Linked DNA regions of Mus musculus: all the other regions are linked to region 2. A link is a contact called in public ChIA-PET, HiCAR-type, HiChIP or PLAC-seq and promoter capture Hi-C data. All regions are on one chromosome and are shown on one strand. Each heading gives the region's core, a stretch centred on a gene start, on an enhancer-like site or on the middle of the called end of the contact. The rest is flanking DNA. Distances are from core to core; before and after follow the strand shown. Region 1 holds the start of Dock5 (dedicator of cytokinesis 5). Region 2 holds the start of Bnip3l (BCL2/adenovirus E1B interacting protein 3-like). Region 3 holds the start of 1700001G11Rik (RIKEN cDNA 1700001G11 gene). Region 4 holds the start of Ptk2b (PTK2 protein tyrosine kinase 2 beta). Region 5 overlaps Ptk2b (PTK2 protein tyrosine kinase 2 beta). Region 6 has its middle 19 kb from the start of Gm41183. Region 7 holds the start of Stmn4 (stathmin-like 4).

Region 1 (3,361 bases), core at 133-2,632, 920 kb before region 2:
ATTGGAACTTTTTTCTTTCTTTTTTTAGAGTGTTTCCTTAGCCATTTTTAATTTCTTCTTTTGAGAACTGCTTAGTACAGTAGCTCAGTTTGTAGTTTGGTTGATTGCTTCCCTATTGCTTAGAATTTTTGGTGATTTTATTTTTCTAAATATTCAGTATTAAGTATACAATGAACATGTAACTTTAAATCACAAAGGAGATAAATGACACATTATGTAATCATACTCAACTTTAAGATCTCAACTATCAAGAATAAAAACTGGCATTAAAAAAAAAGAGATGCGACTGAACCACTTTAAGAAAGATGGCTGAAGCACGGTCATAAGTACCTATTGTTTCTTTCAACCAGGACTTTAAGTTCAGAACTTACTTTCTCAGGAGGAAAACCAAGACTAATATATATATATATATATTCAGGCATGGTTTGCAAAAAGTCATCAGAGTTCACTCATCTCTAATCAAGCATTACTGTCTATTACTGTGTGTTTTAATTACATGTTCTGTTCTTGTCAGGTTCCAAACCGGCAAGAAAGCCTCCACAGACTCCAAGAACAACACAATTTCCCGCAAGAGGTATTTTTCAGATGGCGAAGCTAACTGGTTGGCTGGTTAGTCTGAAATTTTACTTCTAAGTGTGAGGTGTCCTTACTACTAAGTAGCTTTTTCATTCTGGAGGTCTCTCCAAGATGGAAGCGCGTCTCCCCGCCGGCAGAGGGCGCCAAGCGCACCCCTGTGTAGTTTAACGCACAACTGCCTTTTGGAGTCCTCAGTCCCAGGCTGAAAAAGGACAGTGGTGGGAGTTGGGGGGTGGGGTGGTGGTGGTGGTGGTAGATGTTCTGGGGTCCTCCCCACAAGGATGCCTTCTGGGCAGGGGGTCAGTTGGAAAGGGGAACCTTTTGGAGCGAACTTCTTCCCTTAGTGTGAAAGTTTGTGTTGCTGCAACTGAGGAGAAATAAATCCCTGAGTTTGGGGTTTCCGGATTAGCGCTTTGTCAACAGTGTCCTAACGGAGGGTCTTCTAGATTGGATACGTCTACTTCTGAAGCGCCCGTGTCCCTTGCACCAGTTCTCTGCGGACCTTGAAGCTCGGCTTCCGGCTCTCTCGGGGCTGCAGCAGACGCTCCCGGAGGCGAAGGCGGGAGCTCACGGCTCATTCATTCAACAAATATTTACTGAGCGTCCGGAGGCGACCGGTGACTCTCACCAGCTCCTCCTCCGCGCTCGGCGGCGCAGCAGCCCGGGAGCGCTGGGCAATCGCAGAGCCGACGCTGGGAGGACCGGGCGGGCGGCTCCGGGCTGCGGCTCCAGCCGGGCGAGGCGGAGCCGGCGGGGGAGGCGGGCGGCCCCGGGGCGCAGAGGGCGCGGCCAGCGGGAGGAGCCCGGGCGGCGCCGGGGAGGGCGCGCGGGGCTGCACGGCCGCCGGTCCCAGCAGGTGACCGCGGGCGAGCGGGCGTGCGTGCGGGGCCCCGGGCGCGAGCGAGGCGGGACGGCGTAGACGCGGCCGGCGCGCCAAAGTCGTCCAAGTTTTGCCGGAACATGGCGGAGGAGTCCGGCCGGCGCAGCAGCGCTCCGAGCACGAGTGTCTGTAGCCGCTAGCGCCGCGGGGCGAGGTCGTCGCCATGGCCCGTTGGATCCCTACCAAGAGGCAGAAGTATGGGGTTGGTGAGTGCTTGCCCCGCCCCACCCTCGCCCGAGCGCCCGGGAGTCCACTTTGGCCCCGCGGAGCTCGCGCACACTCGGCCACTCGGTCCCGCTGCTGCACCCCGGGAGTCTAGCCCGCTCTGGTGTAAAAGTGCTTTTAGGCTTGGGGACTCTGATCCTCCCCTATCCGAACCCCAACTCTAGTGGCGCACACTGTGGGAACGCGCCAGGTCCCCACTGCCGTTGGTGGCCAGCGAGGGCCGCACGTGGGACGGTGCGCTTTGCGAGTGCCCTTCCCCAGATCCCACTTGGAAGCTCCAGAGTCCCTTTCCCTCTCTCCCTCCCTCCCTGGGACTGCAGTCCGGATCGCAGTCAAAGACAAAATGGGAAGCCGAAGTTGCCAGTAGAGGTGATGGAAGAGGCAGGAAGTGTGAGGCGTGGGAAGGAGGGCAAGGGGGTCCTGGGGCTGTTTGTGAGGACACCCATCTGACCTACTGGCGTGGTTGGAGAGGTGTGACACAGCTTCCCCCCAGGGGCAGGAAGAGGGTAGGTTCCGCGCAAGCGGGTGGCGTTTGTGTTCGCAGTACCCTAGCGCTCCGTCATTGCTGAACTCTGGCCTCTAGGTTTGGATCTGAAACCTTGGCGTTGAGGGGTTGGACCCAGGTGGAAAAACTTTCCACTTTCACTTTTCATTGAGCCAGGTCAGGGAGGAAGCACTCACCTTTAGCCGGACGATTGCCAGGAGAATTAGACTTTAAATGGAGCCTCTGGAATAAACAAGTGTGTTGTGTGGGAATTTTATCACTTTCTCTCAGGTCCACTCACTTGGCGCGTTTGAAATGCAACCCCTTACTTCACTCCTGTCAGCGCACCTCTTTTCCTTCAAGTCCTGGACCCACAGGAACACTGCCTGAAATTATCAGTCTGCCGTGACAGACATGAAGTCCTATGTGCCTATGTAACCGGGACTCAGACACCGCCTTCAGTCTTTAGTATATTATAATGTGATGCAGATTGAAAGCCTGCATATGTACATTTGCAAATATGTATATATACACACACACACACACACATATATATATGCATAATTCTCAACCTTTTTTTTTTTAATTTGTCTTTACTTTTAGAATTTTTGCTCCTCCACATGGCTGTGGGTTACATGGAAAGGTGACATTTCTTCAGTCCCAGATCAGTAGGTCTTGACTTAGCCTTGATAAGTAACTTGACTAGATACCTGCTAGTAAGTAGCTGGTCATTGTGTAAGTGAAATACTGTAAAATGGATGAAGGGTTGGGTGTGACAATCATAGAGCATGCCTAAAGCCCTGGCTTCCATCTTCTGTACCACAAGAGGAAATTAATTTATTTAAACATTATAGAGTACTAATTAATGACTAAAATATGCTTAGCAGTAACTAACCACTAATTATAAAAGGGTCATTTCTAACTTTACCTGGGTTAAAAGTTGTTCCCAACAAGTATGTTTCCGATGGGTTTGCTGTATGTAACCATAGGCACGGGAGTAAGAATGTTTCCAGTATTCCCGTGTTTTGGAGTCAGGTTTTTGGTTATTTATCAGTGGGCACTGAAAGTGTTCGGATAGTGTTTCTAGGGGACAGAGCTTAGCAGAGTTGTTCCAGGGTGTAATCTGGGGCAGTTACTTCACTAGACACAGCAGATCCTGGTAGGTATGGATGCTGAAGCACAGAATATGCGCTGAC
Region 2 (3,677 bases), core at 1,103-3,602:
TAGACCAAGCTGGCCTCAAACTCAGAAGTCCGCCTGCCTCTGCCTCCTGAGTGCTGGGATTAAAGGTGGGTGCCACCACCGCCCGGCTATCAGCCATGTTTTCACATCTCTAATTGAACAAAAACTGGCTTTTCACTTTTATCCATTTAAGAAAGAAAGGAAATGGTGACCTAGGTTGGGTGTGGTGGTGCACACCTGTAATCACAACAGCCTCGAAACAAGGAAAGGGTGAGGAATCCAAAGTCATGCTCAAGCAATGCAGGGTCCCAGGCCAGCCTAGACTGCAAGCCACACTATCAAAAAGGTTCGGGTGGGGCCAGAGCCATGGCTCAGGATCTCCTGTGGCACCTACATGGTGTATCATAGCCATCTGTGATCCCAGTTCCAGAGGAATCCAGTCAATCTTCTTGCCTTGGGGGGTGCAAGTCATGGAGATTGTACACATGCATCCACCCATGCACACACATACACGCAAATAAAAGGTTCATACAGAGTCTGAAAGAAACAGAACAATGTGACCCAGTTTGTTTGCCTGCTCCCAGTGTTTCTAGTCTGGATATAAGATTCTTACAGAGTATGCTCCAAAGAGTACATTCTCAATATGAGGCGTGTTTCTTTTCATTCCTAGTTGGATCTTTTGAAAAATCTGTCTTTTTGCTTTAATTTTCTATTTACGTATTTGAGAGGAGGCATGCCTGTGGAGGTCAGAGAATAAGATGAGTGGTCTATTTTGCCTACTTTGCACTATATGTTAAGTCAGTCTCAGGTACATGAAGTACTTAGACATAAAATGAGAAGACCCAGAGGAATGTTTTTATACCTGCATTATGCCTTTATAAATATAACACTGTATGTGGGAGGCCTAAGAGATGATTTTTATCACTATTTATGTGTGTATGGCACTGTGTACATGTGGAGGTCCAAGGACAGTTTGTGGGGTAGGTTCTCTCCTTGTACTATGTGAGCCCCAGAGATTGAACTCAGTATATAACTCTGGGCTGCAGCCCAGCCTTTAACCGGAGTCATCTCACCAGAGAATTGGGGTTTTATAAATGCATGTGGATGTTTGCCTGCACGTATGTCTGTGTACCATGCGGGTTTCTCATGCCCTCAGATGCCGGAAGACAGCATTGAGTGCCCTGTGAACGAGCTGTCATGTGGGTGTTTTGAACCAAACCTGAGTCCTTTGCAAGAGCAGCCAGTGTGCTTAACCCCCCAAGCTATCCCTCCAGATCATGTTTTTGGATGTCAATTCAAAGTGACAAAGACTTATTGTGTGTGCCTGTATTTATGATTTAGAGGGGGAGGGCATATGCCACGGTGCATTGGTGGAGGTCAGAAGGCAACTTTGTTAGCTTTCTTCCCATCTACCGGGAGCTCCGGGCAATGAACTCAGTCTGCAGGTTTACTCAGCAAGCGCCTTTACCGGCAGAACCATCTCACTGGCTGGTCCTAGATTTAGTATTTCCGTGTTTGGGTATCTCAGACCATATTTTTAAAAAAGACAATTACATGAAAATTCAACAACTGCAATTAAAGCAAAGTTAAAAGGCAAGTACAATATTGAGAAAAACATTATACAAAAATCGGGTCAAGGAAACTTGACAAAGATACGACGTAGGAGTATTTAGGAACATTAACAGAGTCAGCAACCAGCGTACAGGAGGTAGGGCATTTACAGAGATAGATAACAACCAGGGTTTGGGTAAATCTGTATTTTCTTTTCCCTTTTAATTTGTTTTTGAAGGCAATGGGTCGCTCGATAGCGTAGGCTGCAGGGAACTCGAAATCCTCCTGCCTCAGTCTTAGAAAGAGCTGAAATAACAAGTGTGCGCCACGCCCAGCCATTGATTTTTTTTTTAAACCGTGATTACATGTTACCTTTGCAATTAAAATGTTATAAATTCCAACAAGGTGATTAGCTCCAAGGTACCTCCCACGGTATTCTGTGGGAGGCACAAATGGATGTTTCACTAAGGGGAGGAACTGGGGTTTTCTGCTTCTTTAAAGCCACGGGTGAGTTCTTAAGTGGATACTGCAGGCGTGGGAGGGGTTCCATTCAGGCCCCGCGCGCTTCCGGGCTGCACACTCCTCCCTAATCTCAATCCAATGCCAACTTCCTAGCTCAGCCCTTCCGGCTATTGCGACTGACTCGCAGGAATTCTTTCCTGGCGCCCGTATCAGCTCGACTTCCGCACCCGCACGTCCCGAGCAGCTCGCGAATGCCCCGCCCAGCCCGGCCTGGTCACGCCCCCTATCCTGGGCTCCGACCCCGCCGTCCAGCTGCCTGTGTTGTCATCACATGGTCCGGGAGGGCCCTGACGTCACGAAGGGAGGGACTGCGCAGACGCAGAAAAGGGGGCGGGGGAACTCGACTTGTTGTGTTGCTGCTCGAGAGCCGGATACTGTCGTCCTGCGGCCGTGCCGCTTCCAGTCTCCAGACCATGTCTCACTTAGTCGAGCCGCCGCCGCCCTTGCACAACAACAACAACAACTGCGAGGAAGGGGAGCAGCCCCTGCCGCCGCCCGCTGGCCTCAACAGTGAGCACGGGGCCGCCGGGCTCAGCGGAGGGATGGGGGAGGAGGAGCCGCTCGGCCGCCGCCGTGCGGGCGGGGGGGGGGGGTTGGTGGTGGTGGTGGGGGAGTGGGCGGGAGCAGACGACAGCTCATTGGTTGGGACCGAGATTGTGCGTATGACTGACAGCGGCGCGCTCCGGTTAGGAGCAGGCGCTCGGCGCTGGCTCGCGGCCTGCGCCTTGGGCGCCGAGGTTTAGGGTCGCGGTGGGCGTCGGGAGCCGGAGGCGCACGCAACTCGGGGTGGCAAGCGGAGGCTGGCCAGCGGAGGGGGAGCATGGGACGTGCGGCGGGGACACCGGGGGATGGACGCGACCGGTCGGGCGTGGCGGGTGGACGTGCGGCCGCGCAGGTGTGCTTGCGGAGCTCGCCTCCTACCACACGCCGGTCCAGGGGGTCATCGGAGTTTCGTGCAGGGTGCTTGCTCCGCCCCTGACATTTATCTTTTTTTTTTTTTTTAGTCTGAAAATTCCCAAGTTTCTCAAGTGAGTTTTTTGTTGCTGTTAACCTTGAATTCATATTTTACTGCTTTTTCTTTTCTTTTTCTTTCTTTTTTTTTTTTTTTGAGAGAGCTTCTCATGTAGCCCAGGCTGGCCTCACTCGTTGTGTTGCTGAGTGACCTGATCCCTCCTACTTTCCACTTTCCCAAGTTCTTGGGTGACAGGCGGCAGCCACCATACTAGTAACTTTTCAAGTGCTGTTTCTTATGTTAAATGGATTGGGTGCCCAGCACATGCCCTAGGATCACGTCCATTTCAGCCAAATCTGCAGTGAACTTCAGGAAATACAGTAAACAACACAACAGACGCAGGCCACAGGTACTAGCAATTGAAAGTTGATGGTCAGGATCCAGTTGCAGTCAAACAGACATCTTGTCCCCAGAGTGTCCGCTGTTGTTGTGAGATCGCCGGACCTTCTTGCCCAACCTTTCTGTTTGGATTTCATGTCTTAATGAAAGAGGTAGTGGGTGGTGGTAGTTGTCACAGGGCCAGATGAAGTTCTTTAAAAGCCATTTGTATGCTTAAAGGTCAGGCAGTGTCTTTCATAAGAGGGATGGCTTCCAGGGTGGCCAGAACGGTTTAGGGAAGAGCTGTTACTGAGTC
Region 3 (3,395 bases), core at 858-3,357, 710 kb after region 2:
TGTGAGAATCAAAGAGGTTCTTAGGATGTTTATTTCACACATGAATACATCATGAAGAGGCCACACTGCATCTGGCTGAGCACACAGCCTGAGGACTCCTGGGATCTTTCAGATCAGCCCCACTCCCTGCTCTTCAAGGCTCACTCACACTGAGCACCCACTGGCTTTGCACCACCATTCTAAGATGCAGAATAAGACTTCAGCCTTCTGGCCTCACCTGGTGTCCAAAGCTTCCTCTCTTCTAGAATCTTCTATATGCTGCAGCATCTTCTTGCAAAAACCTCCCCTCACCTCCTTCACCTGGTTAATGCCTCTAGGTTCTTTAGATTTTTGCTAGAAGCTCCCAGAGAGTGGGAATTATTACCACCTATCTCACTTCCAGTGTCCCTCGGACCTCCTAATCAAAACGAGGCAGCCAGCAAGAACAGAAGGCAGTCTCCAGGCCCACACGCTCTCTGTCCCCTGGATCACAGGCCTTCGGTTGATGTTTTACCCCATTCTGAGGACACCACCCATGCTAATCAGTACCTTTGCTAGCCCAGGGGAATTCGAACCAGGACCTAAACTTCTAGGCTGTCTATTTCAGCTATGCCAAATAAGAGATCTAGCACTAATGAACGAGGGAACAGGCACTATGAACCACTGCTGAGCTAATATGATGGATAACTGGAGGAACGTGGATGTAGACAGCACCCATCTGCTCTGCTTCCAATCTGTATGGAGCTGCCATCAACTGCTGATTCTCAAAAAAAGACATTTCACCAAGTGGAGAAAGGGCGTCTGAAGATCAGGCCCAGTGGGCTCTTACAGTACCTCCTTTTCACTATGTCAGGCTTCCTAGTGGCTAACCCTGGGCCCTCCCAACTGTGGGTCTGACCCGTGTGTTAGTGGCTGATGAAACAAATTTAGCTGTTTCAGTACATCAATGACTTTAAACGAGAAAAGTAACAAGATACTGCCAGAGTAAAATGGACATTTCAGAAACCCTTTAAAAAAAGAAAAATCAGTCAATATGTCAGTATGAATGTTTTGGAAAGCAATGGAGCATGCATATCTAAGCGATTAGGTCAAATTGTTATCGAAAATGTCTGCCTTTTTTTTTTTTTTTTTTCTGTTTTAGAACAAAGACTTTTTCACTGGGCCTGGTGGCACAAGCCTGCAATCTCAGCCACTCGAAAGGCTGAGGCAAGCAAAGAAAAGTTCAAGGCCATCCTGGCTAATTTAAGAGCTTGGCTCAAAATCAAAAGTAGGCTTGGGGTGCAGCTGCGAGGTAAAGTACTTGCCTAGCGTGATCTCCTACAGCCCCGACACCCACCCTTCCCCGCCATGCTAGTTTTGCTGTGTCAGCTGCTCTTGGTTTAATTATAACCACTGGAACTCCAGATATTTGGATACTAAGAGTAAGAGGAGCAAGGCAGCAGGCAAGCGCCACAGGCCTTTCTTACGGCTCTGTAACCCGTTGATCAAGGCACTGCTGGGCAGGGGAAATCTCAAGGCCTTAGAACTCTGCTAGGTCCTGGCCTCTTCCATTTCTAAAATGACCGCGCCAAGCCCAAATGTCTGCAGACCATACTATTCCCCATCGTTGTTCAGATTGGCCTGGACCGGGGGCAAGATGGTTGCTAGGCCTGGAGGAGGGGGAGGGGCAGGCCGGGGGTCCCCAGGGCGGGCTGGCGCGGTGCTCACCCGGAAGTCTTGCGCAGTGTCCTTGATGGGCTGCACACGATGCTCTTGGTGCCGGGCGTCGGCCTGGCAAGCACAGCACAGCAGCTCCTTGTCCTCCAGGCAGAAGAGCGTGAGCGGGGCACGGTGCGCACGGCAGGGGCGCGGGGACCGGCGACCGGTCCAGCGCGCGCCCTCAGCCTCCTCGCGCAGCAAGGTCTCCACCAGGTTGTTGAGCGTGTGGTTGGTGCGCAGCTCCCCGGGCACCGCTCGTTCCTTGCACACCGGACACGAGGGCGTCGTCTGCACCTCCCAGCAGCCGCTCACGCACCGGCGGCAGAAGTTGTGGCCACAGCGCAGAGTTACTGCGTCGCGGAACGGGTCGTAGCACACGGCACACAGCAGCTCCTCTTTGAAGGAGCGCGAAGGCCCCGGGGACACAGAAGGGCCCGGCTCCATCGCAGGAGCAGCCGCCGTCACCACCACCGGTGTCGCCGCCTTCATGCCTAGCCTGCGGGCGTTGTCCCTGCTGAAGATCTGGGAGCTTAAGGCGGCTCCAACCAATCACGGATGGGCTTTGAGGGCGTGGACCCTCCCACTTCCGTCTTGCGCGGGGTCTCCCAGAGGAGGTGTGGTCCGCGATCTCCGTTAGCTCCAAGGCGGAAGGATCTGTCGTCCCACTGCAGTGTCGGGTTTCCGTTGTCAAATAGGAAGTGAAGCCACGGGCCGCCATCCTTAAGCAATTCCCGCTATCTCAGACTCCTGGTATAGATGGGAAGGGATGTCCATGGCTTAACTCCTGAGCTCCCTAGGTGGGGTCTGAACCTGGGCCCAAAGCAGTAGGGGGGGGGGAGGTCATGCAGCACTGGGAATGGTTTCTCAAAACCCTCACATAGGTCGTCCGCTGACTTTGGTCGGGCTTACTGCCACCTCGAGGTAGCGGGAAGACCTGAGGAGTTGAGATTCCCGGCTTGTGGTTGGATAAATGAGTTCCAGTGTAAAATGGTGGTTTCCGTGAAAAGGACGTGTGAGAACGAAATTAATAGGGAAGCATGCTCGTGGCATCTTCATTAAAGTCAGGGTGAGAAAGTCGTGATGAACATGCTTGTAATCTCAGCATTTGGGAGGCTGGGGCAGGAGGATCAAGAGTTTGAGACCAGCCTGGGTTACACAGGGACACTTAAAAAAAAAAAAAAAATCCACTTTGGATTCTGGCAAGAAAGGCAGTCTGAATGTTCCCAGCTGCCCATTCCTAGTTGATATTTGTAACCTTCCGCTGCTGTCTTACCCCAACATACACACTAATTCAGCAAGGCACTGCAGATTTGCAAATTCCTTGGGATCATATGAAACAATTTTTAAAAAATGCACTAGATAAACAATTACAAAAGGCAGTGTGTTTGGGTCTCTTTCCTATTCCTCTTGCCAGAACCACAGACGGGATGGTTTATAAAGAATAGAGGTTCCAGAGGCAGGGATATTCAAGAACTGTGTGCCAGCCTTCCTGCTGCATCTTGATGCGATAGAGAGAGTCACATGCCCAGACAGACAAGCCTGCCTGCTCAGATCTCACTTCTTCCTGTAAAGCCACTGGTGGTGTTTATGGAAAGTCCATGCTGGTAAGTTTTGTCAACTTGACGCAAGCTGGAGTCATTTGGAAAGAGGAAACCTGAAGGGAGAAAACATCTTATGGAAGAAACCATCCATAAGATGGTTCTGTAGGAGGCTTGATT
Region 4 (3,697 bases), core at 884-3,383, 730 kb after region 2:
ATGAAATAGCAACAAAGGTTATTTTATGGTCGGGGCGGGGGGGGGGGGGTCACCACAACACGAGGAACTGTACTAAAGGGTGGCAGCGTAGGAGGGGTGAGAACCCTGGAGGAGAGTGAACACCAGCCCAACAGGCAAGACACTGGGTAGTGAGTTAGCAGCAGAGTACCTGTTATAATGAAATATGCTCGTTTTTTTAAGAAGTGACCAAAAAAAGTGCTCAGAGAAGTTTGAAGGAAATAATATGCCAGGTAAAGAATACAACGTGTGTGCACACAGAACAGAAGACCTTACTAGAGCAGAGATATGGCTGTAGTTCATATGTGTGCCCACATGAGGGCAGCACACACAAACCCAGCTAGTCTTCAACAGTCAGCCAGCTGCCATTCCCTCAGGTAGATCTCGCTTTACACCACAAGACGCTTTACCCACTCTTTCCCAAGTGCAAGGATTCAGAAAGCCACCCCCTGCCAACACCTTACGCCACCCCACTGCTCACACCCTCTGGTAGTTTTTTTTGTCCTGTGGTCATGTACCCCATACGCTGTTCACAGTCTTCACTGCTCCCCCAACTCTACCCCTCCACTTGTCTTTGAGTGCAGATAGTTGATAAATGGGGCCCTTCAGGATGGTAGAGAGGGTCCTGCTGGCCCAGCAGATGGCAGGGTATATTGTGGTGTTGAGGCATTTGAGGGTGGGTGACGCTAGCTTTAGATAGGGTTTTTAGTAGACATGGAGGATACAGCTAAAATCTACATTTTGTTACATCTTAAGACATATGAACTTTATAGCTTTAATTGATTTTATGATTATTGCTATTGGTTTTTCGGGACAGGGTTTTTCTCTGTAGCCTGGCTGTCCCGTAACTCACTCAGTAGATCATGCTGGTCTTGAACTCAGAATTCTACTTGCCTCTGCCTCCTGAGTTCTTAATTAATTAAGTCTGCTTTCTCTTGAGAAGCCATCACCACCACTCTGAAAGATGAGTGTTGGTAGCTTCTGATGGTCTCCTGGGGCAGCAGGTCTGTTGAACTTGGAGGTGGGGTAGGGTGAAGAAGTGTCATCATGAAAACTGTGGCTTTCACAGGGAGTTGGGCAGCTTGATGTTGCAGTCTCAGGACTGCTACTATCAGAGACAGAACTGTGACTAAACCCCAAACCCCAAAGGGCACAGGATAAAGATGTCTGGGGCAGGGTCTCCTGCTAAGTCCAGCTCACTGACCTCCACTTAGGAGAAAGTCAGAATCTTTCTCGGGCTAGAGAAGTAAATGATGTCGCAACTTAGTACTTTAGATCTGCCTCAAGTACCACTGCCTTACTGATGCAGTAAAGAGATGGCCAGCCTCTTCGGAGGGTCACGGATACAAACTGATGCAGGGAGAGGGCCACAGAAGAAAATCATTGTAAGGCTTCTCTAGTCTTTTCTGGTTTTGTTGTTATTAATGCTGGGTTGGGGTTGGGTTTTGGGGTTTGGGGTTTTTTTGTTTGTTTGTTTGTTTGTTTGTTTTGTTTTGTTTTGTTTTGTTTTTGAGACATGATCTCTTTCAGCCTAGCCTCATCTTGAACTCACCTCATAGCCAAGGATAGACCTCCAGAGCGTTGGAATTACAGATATCCACCACCTACACTCAGTATTATGCCTTTGGTTCTGGGAATGGAATCCAGGCTAGACACACATTCTACCGTCTGAGCTACATTCCCAACCCCTTCCCCGACTGTTTTGGGACTGTGTTCTGGTCCTCCAGGGTCTGGGCTCAGAAACCCAGTCCTAGGTGTTTCCAATCCTGTACCAGTCATATCGGGCATCCCTAATATTTATCTGACCTAGGGTGAGGGCCATTTCAAGGTGTGGAGCCATGGGGGCCACTGCTGAGAACATGGGTCAGGTCTGGTGACTAAAGGCTGCAGAGAAGGGTGCCTGGAAGAAGCCAGGTGTGGTAGGAGTTGGAGGTCAACCAACTGCAAGAGGTCCGGAGCACCTGAGGACCCCAATTGGGGCCCTAAGGCAATGGGCTCTGGCCCCCGGGTCAGCCGGGCAGCTCCAGGAATTGCAGGCGGCATCTATTTCAGAGTTTATGGTAAGAGGTTGGAGCCTGCACACACAGACAGCACACCCCACCCTTTAAGGAAGTGGAGAGGAGAGCAGCAGGGGTGTGGTTAACGACCGAGAGGAGGAGGGGGAAAAACAACCTGTCAGCCTCTTACTCAGCCTCTGCAGGCAGAGCCGCGCGTCCTACCTGCGGCGGCTGCGCTCACCTGGCCCAGCCCGGAGCCCTGGCCCGAGTCCGCGCCTCGCCCGAGGGTAAGTCCTGCGTGTTCCTACCCAGCGCCGGGGTCAGGGACACTTCGATCGCTCGACTTAAGTGGAAAGCTGGAGAGGGTCTACAGTTCCAGTCCTTCGGGAAGCTTGAGAATTCCTGGAAAGGTAGCCAAGGACCCAGAAAGTCGGAGGCGCGGAGCAGGTGCTTTCCCTGAGCTTGCCGCCCTGAGCTAGGGGGTTAGGGAGGGCGCTAGAGAAGGCATCTATTTTTGGAGTTCTTTTTAAGACTAAAGGGTGTTTCTCCCTTTTTGTCCTGTTATCTTATTCAGAGAGGGGCGACTAGGGGCACGATTGAAATCGGCTCAGCAACAATGCTTGTCTCTAAAGGTTGGATTTGGGAACTCCGAACCCAACCGAGGGCTTCAGAACCCAACTTCAGCTCTAGCTCAGACCTCTGCCCAGGCACGGCGCGCTCTTCTCCACAGTGCCCTTCGGCACCCATGTGGCCTATCTTCCCACCCCTGCACCACCCCTATCCCCAGCCTCTGGGACGTTTTGTTTTTGTTTGTTTGTTGTTTTTTTTCCCTGAAGCTGGAGCTTTAAGACAAACGGGGTTCTCCAAGAGGAACCATACCATAGTGTGTGTAGTGTGTGTAGTGTGTGTGTGTGTGTGTGTGTGTGTGTGTGTGTGTGTGTGCGTGTGTGTTCGTGCTGAAGTTCCAAAGTTCACACCAGCCGCACTGGCTCATTTTGAAGCTGCTTTCCCCATGCCCCTTGAGGGTTAAGTTCTGGGCTGCTGTTCCTGCTGCCAGGCTGTGCGTGGGCAAAGCTTTGGGTGGGTGAACAGCGAGCATATGGGTGACGTTCTGAGGCCCACCAAGTCCTGCCACCTGCCCTCACCCTCAGCCAGATGACACCAATATCTCCCATCACCCCTATACTGGAAGCAAGATTCCGATTCCGCTGTGCTCCTTGAAGAAACCAAGCTGGGACCTGAGGGTTGGGTGTGTGTGTGTGGGGGGGGGGCATTAGCCCGGGAGAATTGGAAAGCAGGAGGGAGAAGAACCTTAGCAGATCTTGTACCAGTCTGGAGCCCGCTGAGACAATGCATGGTTTGGAAAGGGTAGGGGTACCAGGCAGCCGCAGTGTGCTCAGGTCAACAAACTCTTGCGGTTCACAGTAGCTACCGGGTGGGGGCGGGGGCGCAAGAAATGCAGAGCAGGGGGTGGGGGAAAAGTGACTCACGACCCTAGGAAGGAAGGAAGAAGTCACATTCATAAGAAAGACCTAACTTTGGCAGGACAGTCTGCCTTCTTTCTTTCACTTACTAGCATCCTTCCTGAACCCAGGTACTCCTGTCAGGTGAGGGGAGACGGAGGAGCCTGTAGCTCCAGCTGCCCAGCTAGGGCGGAGCTAGGATGGGCGGGACTGTCGTGA
Region 5 (3,504 bases), core at 684-3,183, 810 kb after region 2:
CATGAAGGATGTCTGGGCAGGAATTCAAACAGGGCAAGAACCTGGAGGGAAGAGCTGATGCAGAGGCCATGGAGGGTGCTGTTTACAGGTTTGGTCATCATGGCTTGCCTAGTCTACTTTTTTTTTTTTTTATAGGCTCTAGAAACACTAACCCAGGAATGGCACCACCCATAATAGGCTGGGCTTTCCCACGTCAATCACTAATTTAGCCATGCCCTACAGGCTTGCTTACAGCCCAGTCTTATAGAAGCATTATCTCATTTGAGGCTCCTTCCTCTCCAGTGACTCTAGCTTGTATCAAGTTAACATAAAGCTAGCCAGCACATGCCCCAAATGTCAACAGCACCCTGATCAGACTCACTAATGCAGATTATTAGGCACTATAGCAAATGTAAATACTCTAGATCCATCCCCCACAGCCAATGACACTCTTCCGTTGTTCATTCTGAAGCAAGGCATGTGACCCATCCCCCAAGCCAACTTCACAATGTATTATAAAGTCATTACTTTAAAAGGTATCAGAGTAGCGGGGAACTTTTATTTTATTTTATTTTATTTTTGTAAAAAAGTACATTAACCTGCCTGGTACTTTCCTATCTGCTTTTTCTTATTCTTTCTTCCTCCTGAAGCTCATCTTAGCATTAAGAGCTCTTCCTTGTGGCATATTAACAATCAGAAATTTGAATAGAACAGGTCTATATTTAACAGAGTATTTTTATTTTTGAAGACAACCCCTATGCTCCAAGTCAGTTAAAGATAAGACGCATGTTACTGTCTCAAAATCTTTTTATTCTTCCTTTTCGAAGTTCTGTCTCCATGTAGAACAAAAAAGGTAATGAAGACACAGCTGTGTTGGGCTTAATGCTTATGCCATAAAACTCTTACAGTTCTGTGCTCTGGGCAGAATGAAGTCATTTTCCTCTGGACTATTTCTTCCAGAGGGCAGGTATGGCCAGATCAGCTCTAGGTGTGGCCTGATCATCCTGGGATAATTTTTATTATTTATAATCTTCTTTCTGTTCCTGGTAGCATCCACATCCACCCAAGCTATCTCATCATTACCTATGGTGCCATCATAACTACTATTTATTGAATAGCTAATGTGTACCAAGCATTGTCTGAGCTCTTAATGTACTTGGAATGTACATAAGGCAGGCCAGTCACAGTTATGTGTCATACGTCAAAACACCTTAGTCTGTCAATTAAAAATAACTGGAAATAAACGTAAGCCTGCACTGGTGTCTCTTGGAGAGTTATCACGGGAAGATTCTTTTTGAGGCAGGACACAGTTTTTGGAATCCTCAACCAATCACTGATTAGAACTCAAAGAGTGTATGTGTCCATCTGATCCAAGATCAGACACAGACAGTTGTTTTAGACCTATTTTGCCAATGTCTTTATTAAATACCTAGGAGTCTTAACAAAATACCCCCTGTAGTGTGGCTGAAGACTACAGAAATGCATCGCCTTGTGGCTCTGAAATCTAGGAAGCCAAGATGAAGGTGTGGGTAGGGCTATGCCCTTGAACCCTGTGGAGGAACCCTTGCTTGTCTCTTCTCCAGACAAGCATGAGGACTAGAGCTCAGACTCCCAGCACCTACGTCAAAGCTGGTGGGCACAGAGCACACCTGTGAGCCCCCACTCTGGGGACTGAGACATGGTGTCTTCAGAGCAAGCTGGCCAGATAGACCAGCAAAATCAGTGAGTGCTGGGTTCAAGTGAGAGACCCTGCCTCAACATATGAAGAGGGAGAATGTCTTCTGGAAGACACCTGGCATAAACTTCTTATCTCCACATGTACCTACACACATGTGGATATGAGGACATACATGCATGCACACCACACAGATATAAATGAACATTAGAAAGTAAATATACAAGTCGTGACAGCTATGACATCACTAGATGATGTCACCTCATGAGACTACTTTCTTAAATGTGGTCTACCACCAGCTGAAAAGTCCTCACCTAGTGTATGTGGGTGTGGGGACAAGCTAGGTAGAGATAATCCTTCTTTGTTTCTGACCTACAAGTGAAAAGGTCAAAGATGGGAGGGGAGCCTTCTAGAATCTTCATACTATTTAACGATTTGAATAAATCAACATGAATCTAGAGGAAAGGAAAATTGGAGGAATACAGACATTTTCAAGAAAGTACCAGAAGTCTTTTTGAGTCTAGACTGTAACTCAAGGCAGCTAGAAGACCCACCCTTCAGCACTGGAAGCCTTGGTAGGGGAAGAAGGTGAGGTCTTCCTGGAGCAAAAAGAACCCTGGGCTTATCTAAAGAGACAGCACTTGGTAAAAACTCAGGTTACATATGGCAATTGAGTGAGTAGGGGAACCTCATGTACTGTCATTTTTAAGGAGTGCTTTATTAATAGAGAAAGAAAGACTGACTGTGGCAGCTGGTGAGCTGGGGTTGAGCACCAACACTGCTGCCCCTGCTGTGTGCATGGGTGAGCAATCAAGGGAGGCAGGGCTGGAGGCAGAAGAGCAGGTGAGCCCCCTAATGGAAGCCATTCTCTTGACACACAGACTTCTGCATGGCTGGAGGGAGGGGGTGTGCGCACTGGAGCTGTGGCCCCATCACTCTTCACAGTGTGCACATGGCAGATGGGGGCTGATGCTTTGAATACAGAACCACTGTAGCTTGATAGGGCAAGGGTAGACAATCACAGGGGACACTGTGGCCCAGGAAGCTTGTCATCCTGTTAGAAGACCTTTCTTGTCAGAACTAGATTCACAGCCTAATTTTTTTTAATATATATCTTATATTTTGAGGTAATTATATCATTTTCCCCTTCCTTTTCCTCCTCCCATGAACCCCACTTTGCTCTCTTTCAAATTCATGGCCTCTTTTTCTTTAATTGTTGTTGTTTTGTGTGTGTGTTCTTAAATATATACATACGACCTGCTCAGTCTGTATAATGTTATTCGTGCGTATGGTTTCAGGGCTGACCATTTTGTATTGGATAACCGATGGTGTTCTCTTCCCTGGGGAAGACTGTTCCGCTGTTCTCAGCACTCCTTAGTTGCCTGAAGTTTGTCTTGTCTTGTCTTGTCTTGTCTTGTCTTGTCTTGTCTTGTCTTGTCTTGGGTTGTGGCCTCTTGAGATTCTCCCCCCTTTAATTTTATCATATCCATGGGTGTCAGCTTTGTTCATGTCCTGTTTGTGCAACCATGTTGATGAGACTTCATGAGTGTAACTTCTGACATTTCCAGGAGGCAAAACGTCACAATAAACTCCCCGTTCCTCTGGCTCTTCCTTTGCCCCTTCCTCCATAGAGATGCCTGCGCCTTAGGTGCAGGACTTGTGTTGTGAACGTATCCATTGGGACTGGGCTCCACCTTCTTCATTTTGATTAGCTGAAGTTTTCTGTAATGGTTTCCATTTGTTGCAAAGAGGAGTTTCCTTGAGGAGGGGTGAGGACTCTGCTTCTGTGTGGGTATAGGGTTACATACTTAGAATGCAGTTGAGGGGTTATGCTGGTTTAGTGATGAGTG
Region 6 (3,710 bases), core at 528-3,027, 680 kb after region 2:
ACACGAGCTGGGTCCGCCCACATGGATCATCAACCAAGAAAATGCATCACATGCAGGCTTGCCCACACTAAGTTGAGATTTCCTCTTCCAAAATGACTCTAATTTGTGCCAAGTTGACATAAAACTTTACCTCGGGGGGTGGGGGGGAGAAACACAACAAACCAGTAGTAATGATTGCTATTGTTAGAATAAAGATACAGGAGCTAGAGGAACTTCCCAGTATTCTCCCTTGAACATTCACTTTGTGCCCAAGTGAGTATTATTAATTTAAATTTTTTTCATAAGGAAATCTTTAAAAACTCTTAACTAAAACCTTAATTACTTTAACAAAAATTAATTAAAACTTAAAATTGTAGGAAGAAACTAATTGGATTGACTAATAATCATGTAAGATATTTTAAAAGTGGGGGGGGAGGAACTGTGTGAAGGGGGACTGGGAAGAGAGGGCAGTGATCGGGATGTAAAGTGAAAAAAAAAAAAAAAAGATATTTTAAAAGTGGCCACAGACTTAACAGCAAGGTCGGCTGTGATCTTGCAAGGGAATATGCTATACATACAGTGTGACACAAAGAAAAAAGGAGACACATTTAGGTGCCCTAATGACACAGGGCGCCGAGGCATCCTGACTGGTACCAAAGCAGGCAAAGGGCAAAGAGAATTCAGGGAATCGCTAGGAGACTGACCGAGGCTCACAACAGCCAAAATCCTGGGAATTACGGAAAGGAAGAGCTAAAACTTACACATGGGCTCTCATCATACCCGAGATGATCAAAGATAATCTCAAATTTGATTACCATGTGGAGAATCAGAGGTGCTCATGGATTGTAAGTTTCCAAAGCAGCCTGGTGACGTGCGCTTTCTTCCCTTTCCTGTTTGTTGTTCATGTTGTTTTGGTTTGTTTGCCCGGGATCAACCTTAGGACCTGCTTATGCTGGGCTACTGCTGGGTCCCCAGCTCATGGCAACAAGTATTTTCATCTATGACAAGTTTGTCTTCTAGAAATTGATCTTAAAGGAATTAAGGTCAGGCATCCTACAGTGTAATAAATCCACAACTGTGTTCATTTCAGCCTACTTTAAAACACTCATCCTAGTATATAAAAAAATAAAATAAAATAAATCATCACACATGTGGCTCAGTTCTTTGCAGCAAGTAACATTGACCGCGCACGTTTATACACTGGATGTGGTGTGTGAACCTACGGAATGCCCGTTTCGCATCAACTAACTACCAGGAATCTAAAGAATAAATGCAAAGGAGATTTCTCACAGTAAATGCAGAGTTAAGAGGCTGCCAGAAGCATGAGGCACCTCTGTAAGGCACCTCACACGTTTGCGTTTAAATACAGAAAAGAGCTTAACATATTTCACTGCAGGCTGGGAGTAGAGGCGCACTCTAGTAATCCCAGCTCTTGGAAAGGTGAGCTGCAAAGATTTTGAGTTCTAGGCTACAATGGGCTACACACAGCAAGGCCTTGTCTCAAAAACAAAACGAAACAAAACCAAAAACAAACACACACAAAGTAGAACAAAACGGTTAATAATATCCTAGATTATCCTTTCAACAATCTCCTGAATACAGTTATGTCTTAACACGCGCGCACGAGAACACGCGCGTGTGCACACACACACTCACACCCTAAATCCTTACAAAACCTTGGCACTCTACTAGACTCTGCAGGAAGAGTTAATTAACTCCTAATTAATTCCCTAGCCTGGGGAGGGGCACTGACTTCAGATTGGGTGATGATGACATCATGCTAGTAGCTGCAGCCAATAATGGCGTTCCTGCTCACTAAGCCCTGGTGAGGCCTCTGGGCCACTTGAGTAGCTGTGGCGTGGGCGGCTCTGTGGGGATGGACACCCACAACGTAGATCAGGTCGCTGTAACCTGTGTTGGGAGAGCTGATGGTGACCAGCGGCGGCCCCGCCCCTCTTCCAGCCTCGGGTTCTTGGATGGGGGTGGAAGGGTCTGCACCGTGCTTTTCTTCAGGTGCCCCCGCCCACCCGGGGTTGTTTCTTTTGTTTGCCCTCCTAGCCCCTCCTTTCTGGGCCTCTGCAATGGACCCGCCCCTCTAACTGGTGTCCAGGCTGTCCCCTCACAGCCTTAAAGCCCAGCTGTCTCAAGGCCACCTGCCACCATTTAACCTCCCAGTCCCGGGCTCTGGTGTTTAGTTCTGGTTATCTTTTTCTGGCCCAAGACATAGTGATTTCTCAACTAAGAGCATAATGGCCAAGGGCAGTAGGGGAAAAGGAGAAAGAGCAAAAACCATGCATAGACAACTCTTAAACAGAACCAGGGTATCCGGGTATGGTGATGCTGAGAGCCTCATCGATGGGTCTGCTAAATAATAGATAATTAAATTGAAAACGTCTGGATTGAAAAAGCAACAACAGATCCATTATAACAGTTTTGTCTCTTCCCTTCAATCCCAATTAATTTGGCAGCACACTTATTATTACTGAATATTTGCTACATTCAAATAACCATTTTCTCCTGACTTGAAATATTCTTAGTTTTTATTAAGTGGCCCCATATTCCAGTATAAGGAATAATTTAACTATTTCCCCTACTCTTGGATATTTAATTGGATTTTTTTCAACTTCCTTGTTTAAAATAGGAAATGAACAAGAACAGATCTTTTAGGGGGAAAATAGATCTTTTGGGGGAAAGGAAAAAAAGAATGGATCTTTTGTACACAGCTAAATGTTTCCTTTGATACAATCATAATAAGATGATCATTTCTCTAAAATATCTTGTTGACCTTTTCATGTTATTTCCAGTTAAATTAAAATCACCTTTTCGACTTCAAAGCGTCTGGGCATTTTAGCACCACATCTACTTGCTCTGAGATGTTGCTTTAAACGTTCCAGTAAGGCTTTGTTGTGGCTTTAGAATTTAATTTGGCGAGGCACGGTGGGGCTCACCTGTGATAGTAGCTCCTTGGGAGTTTTGCAGGAAGATCTGAAGTTCAGGCCAGCCTAGGAAATTTATGAAGACTCTGACCCAAAATAAAAATGGAAAGACAAGGGCTGAAGATATAGTTTGGGGAATATAGCCCTGCACGGTGTGCATGAGATCTTGAGAGAATTCGTTACTGTTTTGTTTCTGTGATGAAACACATGACCAACAGCAACTTACAGAAGACAGTTTTTGGAGCTTTTTTTGTTGTTGTTGTTTTTGTTTTTGATTTATGGTTCCAAAGGGAGTGGGTGAGCATTAGGTCTGGAAGACATGGCAGTAGGCAGGCCTCGTGGCAGGAGCAGGAAGCCTGTTGGCCATCTTTGTCCGAACACAGTTAGCAGAGGGAGAAAGCAGGAAGTTGGACAAGGCTATAAACCCTCAAAGCCTTCCTCCAGCAGGGCGAGAAAGCACCAGCTCCTGAAGTTTCATAAATTTCCCAAGCAGCAGCACCAACATGGCAGGGCTGTGTCATTCTTTACTCAAGCCACCATGATTGTTTTAATCCTCAGTAAACACACACACACACACTTTTAAAGAAATCTTGAGTAAAGATCCTGTTACTTTTAGTTGCTATTTTCAAATAATCTTATTCCCATTATATTTTCTGTTGGATATTGCTGACAGAAAAGGTGTTGACAGTTTTTAGAAAAAGCTGGTGGTGATGTCATCCTGTGAGCCAACAGGACACAGAAATCATCAGGGTCCCTGAAAATGGTGACAATCAATGTTAATGATGATGTGTAGCT
Region 7 (3,762 bases), core at 141-2,640, 660 kb after region 2:
TTGGGGGAAAGAAGTCTGGAGCCAGCTAGAGGGATCTCAGCAGCTTAGGAAAGGACCAAGAACACAGCTTTATCCACAGGCAGGGAGCAAGGTGGGCTGGCGGCAAGGGCATGGAACTGGGTGGCTGTGGCTGCCTTCTGGCTTTACATTGACCTGCCCCCTTTGTCTTTGCTTCCCTCCACCACTATCATTATTTCCACATCTGGTGCATGATCTCATCTCCCAAGCACCCATCTGAGGGAGAACTCCCACCCCCCAGAGGACCCAACCTTAGGGGAGACAGATTCCCACACATTCCATCTCTACCCTTCCCCCCTCAGAACTCCAGCAGGTCACCATCAGGTCATCCCATCTGCTGCTTGGTGTTGGGGTATAGGGTATCCCTGTTTGGGGTCTTCAGAGGGTGACCTAAAGCTGTCTGACCTGTCCTCTAAAGTCTCCCCAAGAACTGTCCAGGTTGAGGACAATGAGGCTCCTCCACACCTGGGCAGATATAATTTTCCTGGGAGATATAAAACAAAGACAGCGCTGCCACGTGGGAACACAGCTATCAGACGGACATCAAAGCTCTGGATCCCTATATGTGGGGGTGAGGGGATGCTAAAACTCCTGGCTGGGGCTGTGGGCTGAGCCTGAAGGGGGCTAGCTGTGACTGGTCAAGATCAGAGAGCCTGGGTGTGGCAGTCCTGCAAGCTTGCATCCTCTGCCTTAGAGCCAGTTGCTGAGCCAGTTAGAATTAGGCTAACCTCAGGGTGGGGCGGGGCAAGGAAGAGGGGATGATCTCACTGTATCCTTAGGGCCAAGAGAGAAAAAGCAAGACTGCACAGAACTAAGGAAGAAAGACAAGATAGTCCCGAAAAGCAAATACAACAAGAACAGATGAAAATTTCACAGAGTTTCATCCACTGAAATAGGGTCTTCAGTCAGAGCAGCCCCAGAGGAAGCCGAGCTCCAGTAAACCTTCCTCTCCCAAAACCAAACATTTTTTAAAATGAAGAAATAACTCAGCTTGAACCTCCGACATATCCCACTCATCTGGAACAAAAATGATGCCCTGAACCCACCCTCGCCCCTCTTCAAGCGCCATCATTTTGCCTCACCCTGCTTCCCCCCAGAATTTGACAAAGTTTAATCCACTCAGTGAAACCAAAGGCAACACAATAGACACCAGACCCTCCGGTTTCTCTCTCCTCTGTGGCTGCTGTTTTGTTTCTTTTGTTTAAAACCCCCGCCCTCACCCCACCTCCGATTGTCCATATCTCAGTTTTACTTACCTGCAGTCCGGTTTCCAAAGCGAGCTGTTCTCTTCTCACTCCTTCAATTAGTGGTACCCTGGGCTTCTCTCAACATCAGCACCACTGCTGGGCTCTCATCATGACATCACCTCCGAGCTCCCTGATTGGCTAGCGGTGGGTTGCTTGGCAATTGGACAGTCTCCTTTGGTGGAGCCGGGGTTGCCTGAGTGAGTAACTTAGAAGGCTGGGGAGTGAAAGATGATGTCAGACAAAGAGCCTGCTCGCCCCCTCCCAACCCCCGCCCCACACGCACCGGCTGCCTGTGGGGCTGGGGAAGCAGAAGGGGAGAGGATGACCAGGAGTCAGGAGAGGGTGTGGTATGAAAAGGTGGAGGTTCCAGCACAGCTGGCAGCTTTCTAGCTAGGGGAAGGATGGATGACTTGAGGAATCTTTAGCTGTTCAAATCTGGGGTAGGGAGACTATAAAATCTAGAGGAGCAAGAGTAAGGGCAGATGACCCCTAAATACATCCCCCTGAAGACTTGGTGCTGACACATGTGGAGAATAGTTTAGATGGGAGGGGGAAACTGAAGAATCCCCAGGAGCCGGTGAGAGCTCTAACCTCACAGGTGTCCCAGGAATGTAGGGTTTCCCATTGCACGCCTCAAAAACACGCTCCTCCCTCTCTTTTACAGAATCTACGTAGCACTAATGTGTCTTCACAGCCCACTCGGCCAGCCTGGGCCAATCAGAGGGAGCCACAGGTAGGAAATTAAACTGGAGATCATTACACCAAGGGCATTCCTAAATGTGGTGGATTCCTGGAGAACAGAGATGGATCACTGGTGATAGCTTTCCTTGGGGACTGAGGGGACCCTCTGTGCAAATGCATCAGCTGGTCACACATTGCCCGTCTGCTGCAGGCAGCTGTTGCAGGGGGGAGGGGGAGGGAGGACAAATGGCCCTGTGGAGCAGAACTCCCCCTCTAAGTTCCCTCCTATGAATCCCCTGTCCTCACCTCCAGTCTTCCTTCAGTTCATTCCCTTTTCTTAGAAGGGTGCACTATGTTGTTGTAATATATTCAAACTGTGAAGTTTATTCTTTTAACTACTCCCAAGAATACATTCCGATTGGTGATTGTGCAGCCACCATGCTGTGTAAAGCCCGTCACCTCCCATCTTCAGAACTCTCTCATCCCTCCTAACTTCCATCCATACCCTCAAACCATAAATCCACCTTCCCCAACCTCTGTCTCCTGCGCAGCTCAATAAAGATGCCTGTCCTGGGCGCTTAGTGGAAGCTATCATACAATATCTGTCCTCCTGAGTCAGACTTCCTTCTTTCACGTGTTTGACTATCTTTGAGAAAGATTTGCTTGGTATTGATTGGCATCACACATCCTCACCCTCACCCTCATCCCCTAGACTGAGAACACACAAATCACATTGAATTCAACCCAGACTTTGAGATGAGGAATTTTTTTTTCTTTTTCATTGTTGTTTGAGACATGGTCTTGCTATGTAGACCAGGCTGGCCTTGAACTCATAGAGAGCTACCTGCCTCTCTCCTCTCTTGTGAGAGCTGGTGTGAAAGGCATACACTACCACACCCAGGTTTGAGGAGAGTTTTTAACAGCAATAGCATTTGTGCGTATCTGAAGTGGTGGCTGCCACACGCAGCCGCAGCTCACTGGTCGACTGTCTTGGAGCCTCTGATCCTGACATTTACCTTTCATCTACCTGCCACAGCCACAGTGCATGGGTTGGTTTCTCTCTGCCCGTCACCCTATGTTATTCTGCAAGTGTCTCTTTTGGACAGACATTTCCAAACCCCCAACTCCACACCAGGAAAAGAAGCTAACCTTATGCTGCTTGGCAGGGGCCTTGGGTTTCAGAACACATCTGGCTGTTTTTTCAGGCATCACCCTCAGGAGTGCAGCCAGGGAGGAATGCCATTCAGACTGAAATTCAATGAGCACTGCCACATCCCACCAGCCGAGGACCCAGATCAGACTCAGAGGTGTCTCTTACCATACCAGACTGGGGTCCAAATTTAAGCAAATTGCAAAGTGTAGCCACATTGCTGTCAAGAGGAACCCTCTCCCCTCCCCAATCTGCCCTTCCCAGCCTGGGGAGTCTGGAACTCCAAACACCACACAGATTAGCTAGCTCTGGCAATGGAGGGAGGGGATAAAAGAGAGTGGGTTGCCATGACGATGGTAGCCAATCAGCTATCTGCTGCTACCAAGAGAGGGAAGGGTAGTCTGAGTCGCCCTGCCTGTGAAACAGAGTGGAGCAAAGGTAAGATGGAAAGAGACAGGTCATCACTACCCAAGGCAAAGAACAGGAGTGGGAAAGAGAAGTGAGACGAGAGCTGCTCCTTCTCCAGAATCATCTAGCTATCACATGAAGCTGTGATCAACACACACACACACACACACACACACACACACGCACGCACTCACGCACGCATGCACACTACACACACAGCAGTCATTCTGTAAGGGTATTGCTTATTCGCACCATTTA

The links. Promoter capture Hi-C pulls out the DNA fragments that hold promoters and counts their contacts. ChIA-PET counts read pairs in DNA pulled down with a chosen protein or histone mark. HiCAR-type assays count read pairs that join an accessible place to other places. HiChIP or PLAC-seq counts read pairs in DNA pulled down with a chosen protein or histone mark.
Region 1: a FOXA1 HiChIP or PLAC-seq map of pancreatic cancer cells shows a contact between it and region 2. The contact joins the promoter of Dock5 here to the promoter of Bnip3l in region 2. A contact is called at or near these places in 7 of 39 promoter capture datasets (the 3T3-L1 cell line, 3T3-L1-derived adipocytes, hippocampal neurons and 4 more), 2 of 484 Hi-C or Micro-C datasets (cortical neurons and nephron progenitors) and 4 of 115 datasets of contacts at active chromatin or transcription factors (astrocytes, embryonic limb bud, memory CD8 T cells and 1 more).
Region 3: a contact with region 2 is called in an RNA polymerase II ChIA-PET map of memory CD8 T cells, with 13 read pairs. The contact joins the promoter of 1700001G11Rik here to the promoter of Bnip3l in region 2. A contact is called at or near these places in 5 of 39 promoter capture datasets (the C10 cell line, the HPC-7 cell line, hippocampal neurons and 2 more), 1 of 484 Hi-C or Micro-C datasets (CD4 T cells), 2 of 115 datasets of contacts at active chromatin or transcription factors (the 230-238 cell line and memory CD8 T cells) and 2 of 9 other capture datasets (liver and macrophages).
Region 4: a contact with region 2 is called in a promoter capture Hi-C map of pre-B cells, with 6 times the contacts expected there. The contact joins the promoter of Ptk2b here to the promoter of Bnip3l in region 2. A contact is called at or near these places in 8 of 39 promoter capture datasets (3T3-L1-derived adipocytes, the C10 cell line, hippocampal neurons and 4 more), 1 of 484 Hi-C or Micro-C datasets (the G1E-ER4 cell line) and 3 of 115 datasets of contacts at active chromatin or transcription factors (bone marrow-derived macrophages, memory CD8 T cells and microglia).
Region 5: a contact with region 2 is called in an RNA polymerase II ChIA-PET map of memory CD8 T cells, with 22 read pairs. The contact joins the enhancer-like site here to the promoter of Bnip3l in region 2. A contact is called at or near these places in 2 of 39 promoter capture datasets (the HPC-7 cell line and pre-B cells) and 1 of 115 datasets of contacts at active chromatin or transcription factors (memory CD8 T cells).
Region 6: a HiCAR-type map of astrocytes shows a contact between it and region 2, with 2.1 times the contacts expected there. The contact joins the enhancer-like site here to the promoter of Bnip3l in region 2. A contact is called at or near these places in 4 of 39 promoter capture datasets (cranial neural crest, frontonasal cranial neural crest, hippocampal neurons and 1 more), 2 of 115 datasets of contacts at active chromatin or transcription factors (astrocytes and embryonic stem cells) and 1 of 9 other capture datasets (macrophages).
Region 7: a contact with region 2 is called in an H3K4me3 HiChIP or PLAC-seq map of embryonic forebrain, with 5 times the contacts expected there. The contact joins the promoter of Stmn4 here to the promoter of Bnip3l in region 2. A contact is called at or near these places in 5 of 39 promoter capture datasets (the 3T3-L1 cell line, cranial neural crest, embryonic stem cells and 2 more), 3 of 115 datasets of contacts at active chromatin or transcription factors (bone marrow-derived macrophages, embryonic forebrain and forebrain) and 2 of 9 other capture datasets (embryonic stem cells and macrophages).

What each region holds. Positions count from the first base shown.
Region 1 is chr14:67,931,593-67,934,953 of GRCm38.p6, reverse strand. Dock5 (dedicator of cytokinesis 5) reads left to right here and starts at 1,382. Exons shown (of 52, transcript NM_177780.3): 1 at 1,382-1,662. The coding sequence starts at 1,620.
Region 2 is chr14:67,007,552-67,011,228 of GRCm38.p6, reverse strand. Bnip3l (BCL2/adenovirus E1B interacting protein 3-like) reads left to right here and starts at 2,352. Exons shown (of 6, transcript NM_009761.3): 1 at 2,352-2,541. The coding sequence starts at 2,445.
Region 3 is chr14:66,295,841-66,299,235 of GRCm38.p6, reverse strand. 1700001G11Rik (RIKEN cDNA 1700001G11 gene) reads left to right here and starts at 2,107. Exons shown (of 3, transcript NR_038077.1): 1 at 2,107-2,427; 2 at 3,092-3,281. It overlaps Trim35 (tripartite motif-containing 35), which reads right to left and starts at 2,211. Exons shown (of 6, transcript NM_029979.3): 1 at 1,687-2,211. The coding sequence starts at 2,166.
Region 4 is chr14:66,279,488-66,283,184 of GRCm38.p6, reverse strand. Ptk2b (PTK2 protein tyrosine kinase 2 beta) reads left to right here and starts at 2,133. Exons shown (of 31, transcript NM_001162366.2): 1 at 2,133-2,302.
Region 5 is chr14:66,194,925-66,198,428 of GRCm38.p6, reverse strand. The region is part of intron 2 of Ptk2b (PTK2 protein tyrosine kinase 2 beta); the gene reads left to right. Among named protein-coding and RNA genes, the nearest start is that of Gm52098, 18 kb to the right of the region's middle. Within about 2 kb of position 1,933, at least 16 of the 459 cell types and tissues checked have an H3K27ac peak or open chromatin away from gene starts, as enhancers often do. A contact at or near this core is called in memory CD8 T cells, where this site is marked.
Region 6 is chr14:66,323,223-66,326,932 of GRCm38.p6, reverse strand. No RefSeq gene overlaps it. Among named protein-coding and RNA genes, the nearest start is that of Gm41183, 19 kb to the left of the region's middle. Within about 2 kb of position 1,777, at least 182 of the 459 cell types and tissues checked have an H3K27ac peak or open chromatin away from gene starts, as enhancers often do. A contact at or near this core is called in astrocytes, embryonic stem cells and hippocampal neurons, where this site is marked.
Region 7 is chr14:66,341,924-66,345,685 of GRCm38.p6, reverse strand. It overlaps Stmn4 (stathmin-like 4), which reads right to left and starts at 1,390. Exons shown (of 6, transcript NM_019675.3): 1 at 1,275-1,390. It overlaps Gm41183 (a long non-coding RNA gene), which reads left to right and starts at 1,957. Exons shown (of 3, transcript XR_874729.2): 1 at 1,957-1,998.